Linked DNA regions of Mus musculus: regions 2, 3 and 4 are each linked to region 1. A link is a contact called in public HiChIP or PLAC-seq and promoter capture Hi-C data. All regions are on one chromosome and are shown on one strand. Each heading gives the region's core, a stretch centred on a gene start, on an enhancer-like site or on the middle of the called end of the contact. The rest is flanking DNA. Distances are from core to core; before and after follow the strand shown.

Region 1 (2,946 bases), core at 272-2,771:
ACATGAACCAGTCACAAGCCTTTAGCTTTAACAGAGTTCTAACTTAGTGGTAAGTTAATTGAGCAGGCAAACAAACAAAAGACACCTCAAAAAAGCATCATTCCAGTGGCTTAAAAATAAAATTCCCTTTGTGCTTTCTCAAACATGCTTTGCAAACTCCAAGTTTTCATTAAGTGGTTTCTCTTCACCCGTCTATTTACAACCTACAAACCTTTCAGAGACCAAAAGGACTGAGAAAAGACTTTCAGGTGTTTTGCTGTTTCACTCCGGTCAACAGAAAGTATGATTAGAATTTCCTTATCCCTTTAAAGGCCAAACATTACCATATCAGTAAGTTTAACACACACCTTTACAAATCTGTGCCACTAAAACGACTTTTAGTACAAAAAGGAAGGAAGGAAGGAAGGAAGGAAGGAAGGAAGGAAGGAAGGAAGGAAGGAAGGAAGGAAGGGCAACTCAAGTTAACGTAGATCCATTTGTTTTCACAAGGCAAAGCAAAGAGCCTCCTAGGCAGGCAGGCAGGCAGGCAGGCAGGCAGGCGACAGCGGCTCCCACCCACCACCACACCTGGAAAAGTGAAAGAGGGATCCACCCAGGAACTGCAGCGCTGAAACCCTTCTGGGCCGTTCACGTTCAGAAGGAAAAAACAATACCATTGAAACTCGAAAGCTTCCTGCAACTTCCCACTGCCACAAATTCAAAGGTGAGGGGGCTAAAAGTTCCGAAACATGGTAAGAGCCATCTGTACGACCAGCTTCCGACCAGGGCAGAGTCCTTCCCCAACCCACACACAACATGCCCCCCCCCCCAAACAACTTTTTGAGCTCTGAAAAATAAGAGTATGTTAGCTAAATCCAGGGAAAAAAATAATATAAAAGTACACACAAAAAAAGGAATTTACACAACTTCTACCCCTGGTTCCAACCAGCTTCCGGTATTACACCTAGAAGTTTGTTTCCAGGTCTTGTACGTTTTACCTTTTCCTTAACTAAATAAAATACCAAGAAACCTCCAAAGTATTAAAAGTGAAAAAAATAATTGGTTAAAATTCACCGTCAGCACTAACAGGCTTTCTCACCCTTTTAAAAGTCCCTCCAGTTACCATTAAGAAAAAAATTCCACTTGAGTTACCCCTTTCCCAATACACACATTTTTAATAAAAGGAAAAAAATTTAAAAAGCACACACCTCAAATGTGGACTTCTAAAGCCAGTCCTTTAAGAAACAAACCCAAAGCTTCACCAATGTGCTGAGAAAGACAAATCCAGCGAGGTTCGCCGCCTCTTCCTCTTCCTCGTTCCAGGATCTTTCCTGCCTTTCTCCTCTCCCTCCGTGTCTGTCTCGCTCGCTGGCTCTCCCTCCCTCCCTCTTGATCGTCCTCTTTCTCTCTCTCTCTCTCTCCCTTTCCCTCTCTCCCTCTCTCCCTCTCTCTCCCTCTCTCCTTTTCCCCTCAGATCCAACACCTAAAATGGAAGTTGCACCCAGCCAAAGGCAAGGCAGCCTGGGTGGTGACAAACTGATCTGGCAGCCCTACCCTAGCTTTCCTAAGTGATGTCAGCCCCTGCGAGCTTCCAATAGGAACCAGGCATAAATCAGGGAGCTGACCTTATCCAATAGGAAACTTTATTATAGGAAATTAAAAAAAAAAAAGGGAGAGAGAAAGACGAGGAAGTTTTATACATATATATTATATGTATATTTAAAGCGGAGACTATACAATCTCTGAGGAATTACTGCAGATCTGGGGGGAGGTGGGAGGTGCTAAATAACAAAGCATTTTAGAACGGCACGCCTAAGCCTCAGTTCTCTTTGATGAGGGTCTTGTTCCCTTTCCCTACCTATCTGGGTGGGAAAACAGAAAAGAGCTTACTTTCTTTACTTGCTGCGGTTTGGTTTGCTGCTTTCTTCCCCAAAGCGTTTTCCCAAAGGAAGTCAGGAAAGAAGGAAGGAAATCCCAGAAACTGGACTATATGCTGACTGGGATGGTAGGAAATATCTGAGACAAACTCAATTTCATTGTTTTGGCTTAATTGAATTAAAAGCTAATGGAGAAAATAAATGCTTAGACTTCTTAATAGTTTGTTAGCCTTTCTTCTCTAAACTAAAAGGAAGCAGAATCCACTGAGCCCTTGAGGACCAGCACTATCTTCCCATCAAAACAATATGGGTTTGCCTGGGACAATAGGCAGAATCCAATAAACAAAGAGTGTAGACTAGTTAAGAATATCATCGTTAAAATAATTAAGAGAATGCTATTGTTTAGTCAACCCAAAATTACCTGCCTTTTTTATTTGACCTAAATAAAATATTATAGGGGTTTTCCTACGAATTCCTTTAAAGTTTATGAGGGGAAGGGGCTGTGTTTGTTGTTGAATTTTTTTTCTTTGGTGGGGAGGTTGCTTTGTTTTGTTTAAGATAGGATTTCACTCTACCCCAGGCTGGCCTCAAACTCAAAAACCCCATGCCTCCGACTTCTGAGTTATAGGGTTGAAGGTATATTACCACCTGGTAAAACTGGTATTAGTTATTCACTAATTACTAAACGAAGATAATGAGTTAGAAGGTCTCTCCTTATATATTTTTAAATTAGATTTCTTTGTGTGTGCATGAGTGCACATGTACTACAGCAGTCATACTCAGGTCAGAGAACAATTTGCAGGGATCAGTCCTCTCCTTCCTCCATATGGGCCCAGGGGTTAAACTTTGGTCATTATCTTGGTGGTGACCTCTTCTAGCCCTATTTTTAATTTATTTTTATTTTATTTTATTATTTGAGACAGGGTCTAATTATGTAGCCCTGACTGACCTAGAACTCTTGATATCTAGACCAGGCAGGCTGGCTTTGAGCTCACAGAGATACCCCCTGTGTCTGCCTCCTGAGTGCTGGGACAATAGGTGTGTGTTCCTATTGGCTGCTGCAAAATGTATCTTCATAAAGCTTTCATAA
Region 2 (2,946 bases), core at 151-2,650, 240 kb after region 1:
GGGGCCTGAGGAGGCACCGATGCAGGTGACTGGAGGCTTTAAAGCTGCTGCAAACAGCTTCTCACTCTGCCAGAATGTAACACCCCAAAATAAGCAGCTACTGTGGGGCGGCAGGATCCGACGTCGGGGCTTGGAGATATAAATGGCAGCGCTGAGGCAGCCCAGGTACCCACCCCAAGGAGGCTGCCCCCCACCCCCACACACAAAGTGCTCACGCTCCTTCCCTCAGCTCTAACCCAGACCCCGAGCTCAGGGTCCTTTGGACTAGCCCAGCAGCTACTCCTGAGAGAAGGGCTATACCAGGCAGGCGCTTTGGAATGGAGAGCTTCCCACGTGGAAGTGGTTACCAGAGCCTCTTTGTCTACTCCCTGGGCACCATCGCTTCTCTTCCATCTCCTTCTCTGGCTTCTGTTGACATCCTAATCCGTCTCAAATCACTCTACCGCGTAGGGATCCCGGCCCCCACCCCTGGTGACCATTTTCCTGGTGTCTGAGTCTTACATCTATCCTTCCTCACTAGCTTCCGCTGGTTTCTAGTCCTCCCATCCCCTTTCCATTCCAATCTCCTAGAGCCCCAGTCCTCACCCTTCCGGTTATCTCCCCCCCCCCCCCCGCTCCCCTCTAGCTTTTTATGCCCCTGTACACCTCTCTCCTGAACTGGTCACCCTCTCCTCCCTCTTCCTTGGTCTTCCCCTGGACCCCAGTTTCTGGTCGTCTAACCTTTATGCCTCCTCCTACCCCTCCTTTATCCCGCCCCCCACCTCCTCTTTCTCACCCCCACCTCCCTAGACACTTTTCTCATCCTGACTCCCCTCCTCCCTCCGACCCCTACCCTCCCCGCCCCCAGTCTCCAGCCCACACCCTTGGCTGTCACTCAGTGCTCGGAACTAGCCTCCTTTTAGCCCCTCCATCTATGCGACTAGGCAGGGCCATTGGGGAATCTCTCTCTACCCCCTTCATTCCCAGGCAGACCCCTACCCACATGGCTTGTCTTCCCAGGTGACTGGAAAGTGCTGAGACACCGGGCACGAGGAGTTGCTGAGTCGGCGCTTCCCCAGCCGGCCCGAGTCCTCAGCGTCCCCCCGGAGCAGGTGGAGCCGGGACAACAGAACCTGAGCCTCTTTCTCCTCCTCCCAGCCAGCTCGGTCTGCCCTCCGCGTCCCCCCTTGGTCACGAGCTCCCCGCACATTCCCGCAGGCTCCAAGCCCAGTGCCCTCCTGCGGCTGGCAGCTCTGGGGGCGGAGGCGCCGCTCCCGCGCTAAGCGGTTTTTTGCTCCCTACCCACCCCACCCCCTTCACTGCCCCACCCTCGTGCCCAAGGAGAGGGGCGCCTCTCTCTCTAGTGTCCTCCCGCCGGCCGGTGTCCCTACCTTGCAGCAGGCGCCGGAGCCCGGGCAGCATCTTGTCTCGACGATCGGGGGAGGGGGCGGCGGGGGGGAGGGCACTCCCACTCGCTCCCTTATCCCGCCGGACAGACGGCGGGGACTCCGCGGGGCTCCGTAAGGACCCGGGGAGTCCCGGGCTACGTAGCGGGGCTGCGGAGTTCTACCCTGCGCCCCCCGGACTCCGTGCCTCGGAAGGAGCCATCGGCCCCGACGGGACGGGGCGGGGCACGACGGGATGGAAAGGGCTGGGTTGACCCTGGACACCCGGTGTCCGCGCCCCTTCAGCAGCGCGGCCCCGCAGGGAGTCGGTTAGTCGGTCGGTCCGTGCGCCCCGGCTGCTCGCCGAGGGAGAGTGGGGACAGCGAAGAAGCGCTCCCCCCCCCCCCCCATTCCCGCACTCGCTGGCTCCTCCCTCGCTTCCCGGCCTGCCGGTTTAACCCTTTGCTGGCTACTAGGAGGAGGGAGTAGTTCTCCATCTAGACCACTCAGTCTCCGGCCCCCTCCCAACCTTGGGAGATCGGGAAGGCTGTGTTCCCGTAGCCTCTGCGGCGCCATGCCTTTAGAGAAATCCCTTCTTGGTGTGTGTGTGTGTGTGTGTGTGTGTGTGTGTGTGTGTGTGTGTGCGCGCGCGCGCGCGCATGCAGTAGTGTTAAGTCCCCTCCCCACCCCCACCCCCTGACTTGTTCAGGGTGAGGATTTCCCAACTTTCCCAGAAGATATGCAGTTTCAGAGCAGTTTCCCACTCAGCGCCCCTCCTCCTGCCCTGCCCTTCGCGATCGTTTGCGTCCCTTAAAGACTGCAAAATGTCACGTTTTCTTTTCTTCCTAGACCCTCAGGGCGGTTTGCATAGCTATAGGACCAGTGTGTCTAGGAGTTCGTGTGAGCAAGTGTATGTGCGCGTGCTCGCGCGCGCAGACGCTTGGGCAGGTGTAGCTGAGTGCTGGCCTTTTATTCCTGTCGGGAACCAGGACCAGGGCGGGAGTACTAGTGTGTGCTCGCTGGTTTCTGCTCTGGTTGAGCCACGCGAGGGCTGTGTGAAATTCTGCGCGCTCGAGTTCGGGATGGGAGGAGAAGGGAATAAATGTTCAGGTGTGTTGTATGTACCTTAAAGCTTTTTACAAATGGGTGTAAGTTTGAGCGTGCGTGCGAATTGTGTGCGTGTGTGAACGCGCGCGCGTGCGCGCGTGTATTTACGTGATATGTCCCAAAGGGTATGATTTCTTATCTCTCGCCAGAGGGCAGAAGAGGATCCAAAAGTGGTAGCAGACTGCTGGTTCACAAAAACTTCTAACCCTCTTCTTACCAAGGGGCGGATAGGGGCCTCATAGGGTCCCTAGACGCCTCTATCCTGGCGGAGTCAGCCAATCCCTGACCTCAGCGCCTTATTTTAAAAGCCTCAACGCCTTTCGCCCTAGTCTTGGTCAGTCCAAGGTGCCTAGTACACGGTTTTTGATAACCCCCGTATGAAGGGAGCCGCTTGGGGAACTGTCGCCAAGCGGCGCACGCGGGGTTGGGATTGCTGCAGTGGTGCCTACGGCGGCGGTGCCAGGGCCATCTGGAT
Region 3 (2,946 bases), core at 143-2,642, 180 kb after region 1:
TTTTTTGTTTGTTTGTTTGTTTGTTTGTTTTTTACATCACTCTGGTTGCTGCGAGAATCAGTTGTCCTTTGACCTCCTTTGATCCTACCATGGGCTCCTCCTCCTCCTTCTTCAATATATTTATTTTCTGTATCTATGAGTACACTGTAGCTCTGACACACCAGAAGAGGCACTGGATTCCATTACAGATGGTTGTGAGTCACCTTGTGGTTGCTGGGAATTGAACTCAAGACCTCTGGAACAGCAGTCAGTACTCTTAGCCACTGAGCCATCTCTCCAGCCCAAGGACACATGTTCTTATAAATAAATTTAAATTTAAAAATAGTATATCAAATGACCTGTGTAGTTCAGTTGTGGAGGGTTTGCATGAGACCCTGGATTCAACCTTCAGCACTGTGGAAGAGAGATGAAAAAAACATCACTATTAGCTGAGAATGTGAAAATAGCACTTTGGGAAAAAGACTTCATCTGCTAAAGATAATAGATCAAGAAAATGTGACTAAATAGTAAGAATTATTAAATCTTGGGGATAGATTCAATGACGTTCATTAGACTGTGTTCTGTGTTGTGAATTTGCCCTAATAAAATTTTAAAGGGATAAACCCAATGCTTTTTATTATTACATTTATTTATTTACTTACTTTATTTATTGTGCATGTGTAGGGCTATAATAAAGAAGTGCAGTAAAACATGTTGCAGCACTGGGGCAGTTGATAGAGTGCTTGCCTAAGCATGTGGTCCTGTTTTCATCCCAACATTGCAAAAGTCAGGCATAATGGCGCTTATCTGTAGCCGAAGCACTAGTGAGGTGGAGGCAGGTTCGTAAGTTCTAGGTCATCTTCGGCTACACCGCAAATTAGAGAGCAGCCTAGGTTCCATGGGACCCTGCCTCAAAAGCAAATAAAGACAATCTCTATACATGTTTCTTTTTTTCTGCGAGCAGCGATCGTGTATCTTCTCTGCAACTCCACTAGTTAATGTTGCACACTGCTCCCCGGGATTCTGATTTCAGGGGTATGAGGTAACGTCTGGGCGCTGAGGTGTTTTTTTTTTTTTTTTTTTTTTTTTTTTAAAGTGCTCCAGGTGTTTTAACATGCAAAATTGACAGGCTCCTTTGGGAAACGTTCTCCTTTCTTCACATAAGATCCGTCTGCGCTCTGGCGTGGGCTCTCCATGGTGGGTTCAGGGAGCCAAGCTTCTTCCACACTGCAAACGCTCAGGCGTCTCCCGGACAACCGGAGGGATGGAATGCTAACAAGGCTGCCGGCGCTCTGCCACTCACTCAGCATTCTATGGTACTTTGGAGTCCACTCTAGCAAATTAAGGTCGGTTTCTCTATGGTAGCCGGTTTCCCAGCGCAGCCTGGTCGGCGTTTTCTTCCGGATCAAAGAAGAGGCTAGACTTCCTTCCGGAAGTGACCCACGTGCTTCTTATTTCGCCTGCCTTGGTACCCGGTAACTTTTTACTATTGACCCGAAGTTGGGGACGTTGCGGGAGCTGTGACCTGCCCCAGGCCGTGGTGAGTGGGCCGTGGTGTCTGATACCCAGGGTAACCCTGATTCCTGATTATGCCATTGCCGTGACAGAGGCTCAGCCTTTAGACCCACCCCGGGAACCTAGGCTGTGGTTAGGGTCACATTCTCGGGGCTGCATGGGTTCAGACCCACGGTTTTGTGTGTTCCGTCCCAACTGTCAATCCTCTGGCTCTAGGAGTGATCTCGAGGTACTAAGAGGGCTCGGTTTCCATCCCCGAGCCCCATGACATCGCGAGTGACCTTGAGCTGGACACTGTCCTCTTTAAGGGCCTCATCTCCACTTCTGTTAAGAGGGCTGATTACGTTTACTGAGCGGGGTATTGGTCCCCGCTGGTCTGAAACACTGTAATTCCTCGCGCCCTCCAGCCCCCCCGGGGGGGTGGTACTAGGGTGAACCGGGAGGGATCGATGCTGACTGATCATGTCCGCTCCTAGGACTAAAGACCAGGAGGCTATTCTCTCCACGGTGCTAAGTTGACATGGATCCGCTCAGAGCCCAGCAGCTGGCTGCGGAGCTGGAGGTGGAGATGATGGCTGACATGTACAACAGGTAAAGAGAAGCACTCGGCTTCACCTTGTCTAGGAAAACTCGCCCTAGTCACCCCTAGCCCGACAGAGTGAAGCACTTGTAACGAATGCTTTCGATAAGGTAGTGGAGCCAAGTCCCGCCCTCCTAATCCCGCCCCACCCTCACCGCGTGCTTCGCTGAAGTAAATACAGGTCACTGGAAGGACTTGGTTGGCTATTTGGAGGGAATAAAAGGGGTGTATGATGGAGAATCTCCTGCCCAGGCTCTGCTGAGTATCAAGAACATATAAGCACTTTCTCTTCTCTTCTCTTCTCTTCTCTTCTCTTCTCTTCTCTTCTCTTCTCTTCTCTTCTCTTCTCTTCTCTTCTCTTCTCTCCTCGTTTCCATCTTTCTTTCTCCTTAGATAGCCCATTTACCCTTGTTTATGTAGTTTATGTATTTTGTGTTTGTTTATGAATGCCAACATGCATGCCATAGCGCCACACATGTGGAGGTCAGAGGGCAGCTTAATAGGATCTCATCTTGGATTGAACTCAAATCTTCTGGTTTGGCAGCAAGTGCCTTTGCCGCCTAAGCCTTCTGAACAGCCATTTAGTAATGAATAGTATTTAGTTGCTAATATTTATTAATGTTTTTCTTCCTTTTTGGGGGGGATGGAGTGGATGTTGTTTTGTTCTTGTTTTTCACGATGGGGCTTCTCTGTGTTGCCTTGGTTGTCAGCTTAATCTGTATAGACCAGGCTGGCCTCACTCTCAGAGATCCACCTGTCTCATTCTCTTGGGTGCTGGGATTAAAGGTGTGCACACTCGGCCTAAATTATACTTTAACTCTGTGTTAGGCATTTGCAAAGCATTTTATATATATTATCACTTTAAATTTATT
Region 4 (2,946 bases), core at 128-2,627, 130 kb before region 1:
GATCAGGGAATGCCACAAGGAGTGGGGCATTGCTTGTTTCCACTCATCATGAGTTATTAGCAGATTTTAAGTGAATTAGTAATTTCTTGATTCTTCTCCCAAACACTAGACCTCACCGTCCTCTTAAAGGCAAAGCCTGTCAATGGCCAGGCAGAGGGATAGATGGGAGGATGAGAGATTTTTAAAAGATTACATCATGTTTTGCTTATGAATACCAAAATAAGAAGAAAGCTAGAAAAGAATGTGAAACCTTTCTCCTTAGGAGAAAAAAGAGCATGAATGTCTCATGAAATTTTTTATTATGCTTTGTTATAAATCAAAACTACCTCCACAGGATACAGAGATCTTTTCTGTCTCCCCAAGAAACAGTCAGTAAAGTTGTCATTACTCATTATTCCTTTCTTACAATGGATTTGTTTTGGGGGATGTGATACAAGTTTCTGCTTCAAGGTGGGTGTAGGGTCAAGAGCAGAGATTACTCACAGTGCCCGGCTCTGCTGAGTTACAAGAATAGCCTATTGTATTCCGCAGCCCCGGAGTCCTTATCTCTGCTTAAAGAGAACAGAAAATGTGCAACCTTGAAATACAGAGGCCCATTCACTTTTGTAGGTGAAACCAAAAGAGCCTTGTACTGTTTTAGAAATAAATGAAGTCCCAGTTGGCTAGCGGATACCAAGGGAAGACAACAGCCTATTGAAAGGTAAATTCATCCTTTGTACAAATAACCAAACTTGAATACCAAAACTAGTTCGGAACTCACACACCCATTTAAGATGACTCTAAGCTTGGTGTAGTATGTCTCATTCCTTCAGCTGAAAGGTCTAATTGTCTTTGAGACAGCCTATATCTATGATCCTAGAGCCCCGTGTTTTACGTTGTTTCCACTACAGTTCCCTCTCCAGACAGATCCACTCTTCCTGATTAGTGTAGCCTTCAATAAGAAAAGACAATCAATTCTCCGATTCATCACCTAGAATGAATCTCCTCTCTGGAGATTCTGGCTTTAATCATCTCCAGACCCTGCTCTTCCCCACGGCCCCGGCAGTCACAGCACTCCTTTGCTGCCGCATCTTTCCCTGTGGGTAACTTTGTGCTGGTTTGAACCTCTGGGAAAGTCAAATCTACAGGCATGCCTTTCCCCTTTAGAGACTGCCCCCAAAATAAATACAGAGATCTACTTTCCCTCTCAGCCTGCATTCCACAGGCTTTGCTTCTGTTTACACTCGGGAAACTGTTTCCGGGATTTGTCTGGAATAGGCCAGTGTTTGCTCCACGGTTTCAGTAGTCACCTTGTCTCCCTCACGTCAGATAGGCAGGTCAGTCTGGACTCTTAGGTTCTTGAGAGAGTGGAGTGGAAACTTGGCAGAGTACGTACCTGACCGTTGAAAAGAATTGAGACACACCAAACAAGGATGAAAGGGGAAAAGCTTAACGTATTCCACTGTGCCAGGTTAACCTTTGTTCATGGTTTGGCATGTGCCTTGTATGCCTTTCCTACTACGTATGAGGAGAGAAGGAAATGGGAGTGGTTCCAAGGCCAGCCAGGGCGACAATAAAGATAAACACCCGCACACGGCTCACAATTGGACTGTATAATGTGGCAGTGAATGGGGTCACTAGGGAAGAAGCGTGTGATGTCACAGCACAGGTGGGGATGCCAGGCCTTCAGAACGCGTTCATGGCTATGTCCATGGTGTACCCTCTGTCTTCTCTAAGTGCGCTGCCGATCTTTCTATGCCAGGCCTCCACCCCAGATCCCAAAGGCATTTCTTCACACAAACAAATCTCCCTCCTGGCAAGCCTTTGTTTTTACACAATAATTCCTCATGAGGTAGAAAACTAAAGAGGGGCTGGTCTCCTCCCTTTTCTTCTTGGGGTCGTCAGTTCTTTTTTGCTTTATTTTGTTTAATGTTTGTGAGTGTTTGCCTTTCATGCGTACATGCTCACTGTGACTGTGCCTGGTGCCTGCAGAGACCAGTAGAGGGTCCCCTGGAACTGTCTATATAGACAGTCCTGAACTACCATGTGGATGTTGGGAACCAAACTTGGGACCTCTTGCAAGAGCAGCAAGGGCTCTTACTTGCTGAGTTCTCTCTTCAGCTCCAAGTCACTTGTTCCTATTGGCCCTGCCAACTCCTTCACCTCTTGCCCTAAGAAACCCAAGAAAACCTAGGTGTAAAAGCAACTTAACTTTTATTCCCCTGTTATAGCTGTTGTCTGGGAGGCTTACTGCCTCCATCTGCTAATCTAGGCCTAGAATGGTTTCAGCCTCTGAGACTTGCTGCAGAGTAAGGTTCCCCTTTCTGGTTCTTTCTGAACTCTGGCTGGCTGGTTCAACTCAGCTGTTCTGGCTCAAACTCCCCTCCCAGCTGACTGATTTAAACTGGCTTCTCTCTTGGCCTTTGAATTGCCTCAAACTAACTTTTCTCATCATCTGTCTCCTTCTCATTCTCTGGTTCATTCTGTCTTTACCTGTGCCTAGCTTGTTCTCTGTAAAACTCTACCCTGCAAATCCGCCTCCTCCTCCCTCTCTGTACTGCGCCACTCCTCTCTCAACGCTACTGCTCTCCACCAACTCTACTGTATTCCTTCACTGTACTCTCTTCTTCCTCTACTGTCTCTCCCTTAAGTAGCTTCCTGTCTCGTGAAAGTCGGACCTACCTCCGCATTCTGTCAGATCTTTCTCTGATTCACTTTCAAACATGGGTGCTTCCTTCTACAAACTAGCTTGACTTTCATTGTTTGGGATCAAAGGTAAGTGCTAAGGGCTGAGCCACACCCTAACTAGAAACAGGTTCAAGTATCCTGTAACAGCCAGGGATCGGAGGAAGAAGAGTGTGAGAGGTTGATATTCTGAGCACTAGGCCAGAATTGGGTGGAAACAGGGAAGTGGAATCCAGCCAGAGAGCATACCTGGGCAGCCACAACAAAAGGGTGACATTAAAG

What was found. Promoter capture Hi-C pulls out the DNA fragments that hold promoters and counts their contacts. HiChIP or PLAC-seq counts read pairs in DNA pulled down with a chosen protein or histone mark. Capture Hi-C pulls out chosen DNA fragments and counts their contacts.
Region 2: a promoter capture Hi-C map of liver shows a contact between it and region 1. The contact joins the promoter of Rtn4rl2 here to the promoter of Ctnnd1 in region 1. A contact is called at or near these places in 6 of 39 promoter capture datasets (the 3T3-L1 cell line, the C10 cell line, erythroid cells and 2 more), 1 of 484 Hi-C or Micro-C datasets (rod photoreceptor), 1 of 115 datasets of contacts at active chromatin or transcription factors (embryonic stem cells) and 2 of 9 other capture datasets (adipose tissue and liver).
Region 3: a contact with region 1 is called in a promoter capture Hi-C map of second pharyngeal arch cranial neural crest, with 3 times the contacts expected there. The contact joins the promoter of Timm10 here to the promoter of Ctnnd1 in region 1. A contact is called at or near these places in 19 of 39 promoter capture datasets (the 3T3-L1 cell line, 3T3-L1-derived adipocytes, the C10 cell line and 12 more), 2 of 484 Hi-C or Micro-C datasets (CD4 T cells and LSK cells), 6 of 115 datasets of contacts at active chromatin or transcription factors (bone marrow-derived macrophages, craniofacial prominence, embryonic stem cells and 1 more) and 5 of 9 other capture datasets (adipose tissue, embryonic stem cells, liver and 2 more).
Region 4: an H3K27ac HiChIP or PLAC-seq map of embryonic stem cells shows a contact between it and region 1, with 26 read pairs. The contact joins the enhancer-like site here to the promoter of Ctnnd1 in region 1. A contact is called at or near these places in 7 of 39 promoter capture datasets (the HPC-7 cell line, cranial neural crest, embryonic stem cells and 2 more), 2 of 15 datasets of contacts at CTCF or cohesin (the G1E-ER4 cell line and embryonic stem cells), 45 of 484 Hi-C or Micro-C datasets (B cells, the G1E-ER4 cell line, the HPC-5 cell line and 20 more), 27 of 115 datasets of contacts at active chromatin or transcription factors (the 230-238 cell line, the HPC-7 cell line, bone marrow-derived dendritic cells and 15 more) and 5 of 9 other capture datasets (adipose tissue, embryonic stem cells, liver and 2 more).

Annotation. Positions count from the first base shown.
Region 1 is chr2:84,649,219-84,652,164 of GRCm38.p6, forward strand. It overlaps Ctnnd1 (catenin (cadherin associated protein), delta 1), which reads right to left and starts at 1,522. Exons shown (of 19, transcript NM_001085450.1): 1 at 1,188-1,522.
Region 2 is chr2:84,885,292-84,888,237 of GRCm38.p6, forward strand. It overlaps Rtn4rl2 (reticulon 4 receptor-like 2), which reads right to left and starts at 1,401. Exons shown (of 3, transcript NM_199223.1): 1 at 1,371-1,401. The coding sequence starts at 1,401.
Region 3 is chr2:84,825,629-84,828,574 of GRCm38.p6, forward strand. It overlaps Timm10 (translocase of inner mitochondrial membrane 10), which reads left to right and starts at 1,393. Exons shown (of 3, transcript NM_013899.2): 1 at 1,393-1,519; 2 at 1,971-2,085. The coding sequence starts at 2,015. It also overlaps a transcript of Smtnl1 not described here.
Region 4 is chr2:84,518,399-84,521,344 of GRCm38.p6, forward strand. No RefSeq gene overlaps it. Among named protein-coding and RNA genes, the nearest start is that of Gm13710, 13 kb to the left of the region's middle. RefSeq lists an enhancer at 1-2,405. Within about 2 kb of position 1,378, at least 108 of the 459 cell types and tissues checked have an H3K27ac peak or open chromatin away from gene starts, as enhancers often do. A contact at or near this core is called in adipose tissue, craniofacial prominence, embryonic fibroblasts and 8 more, where this site is marked.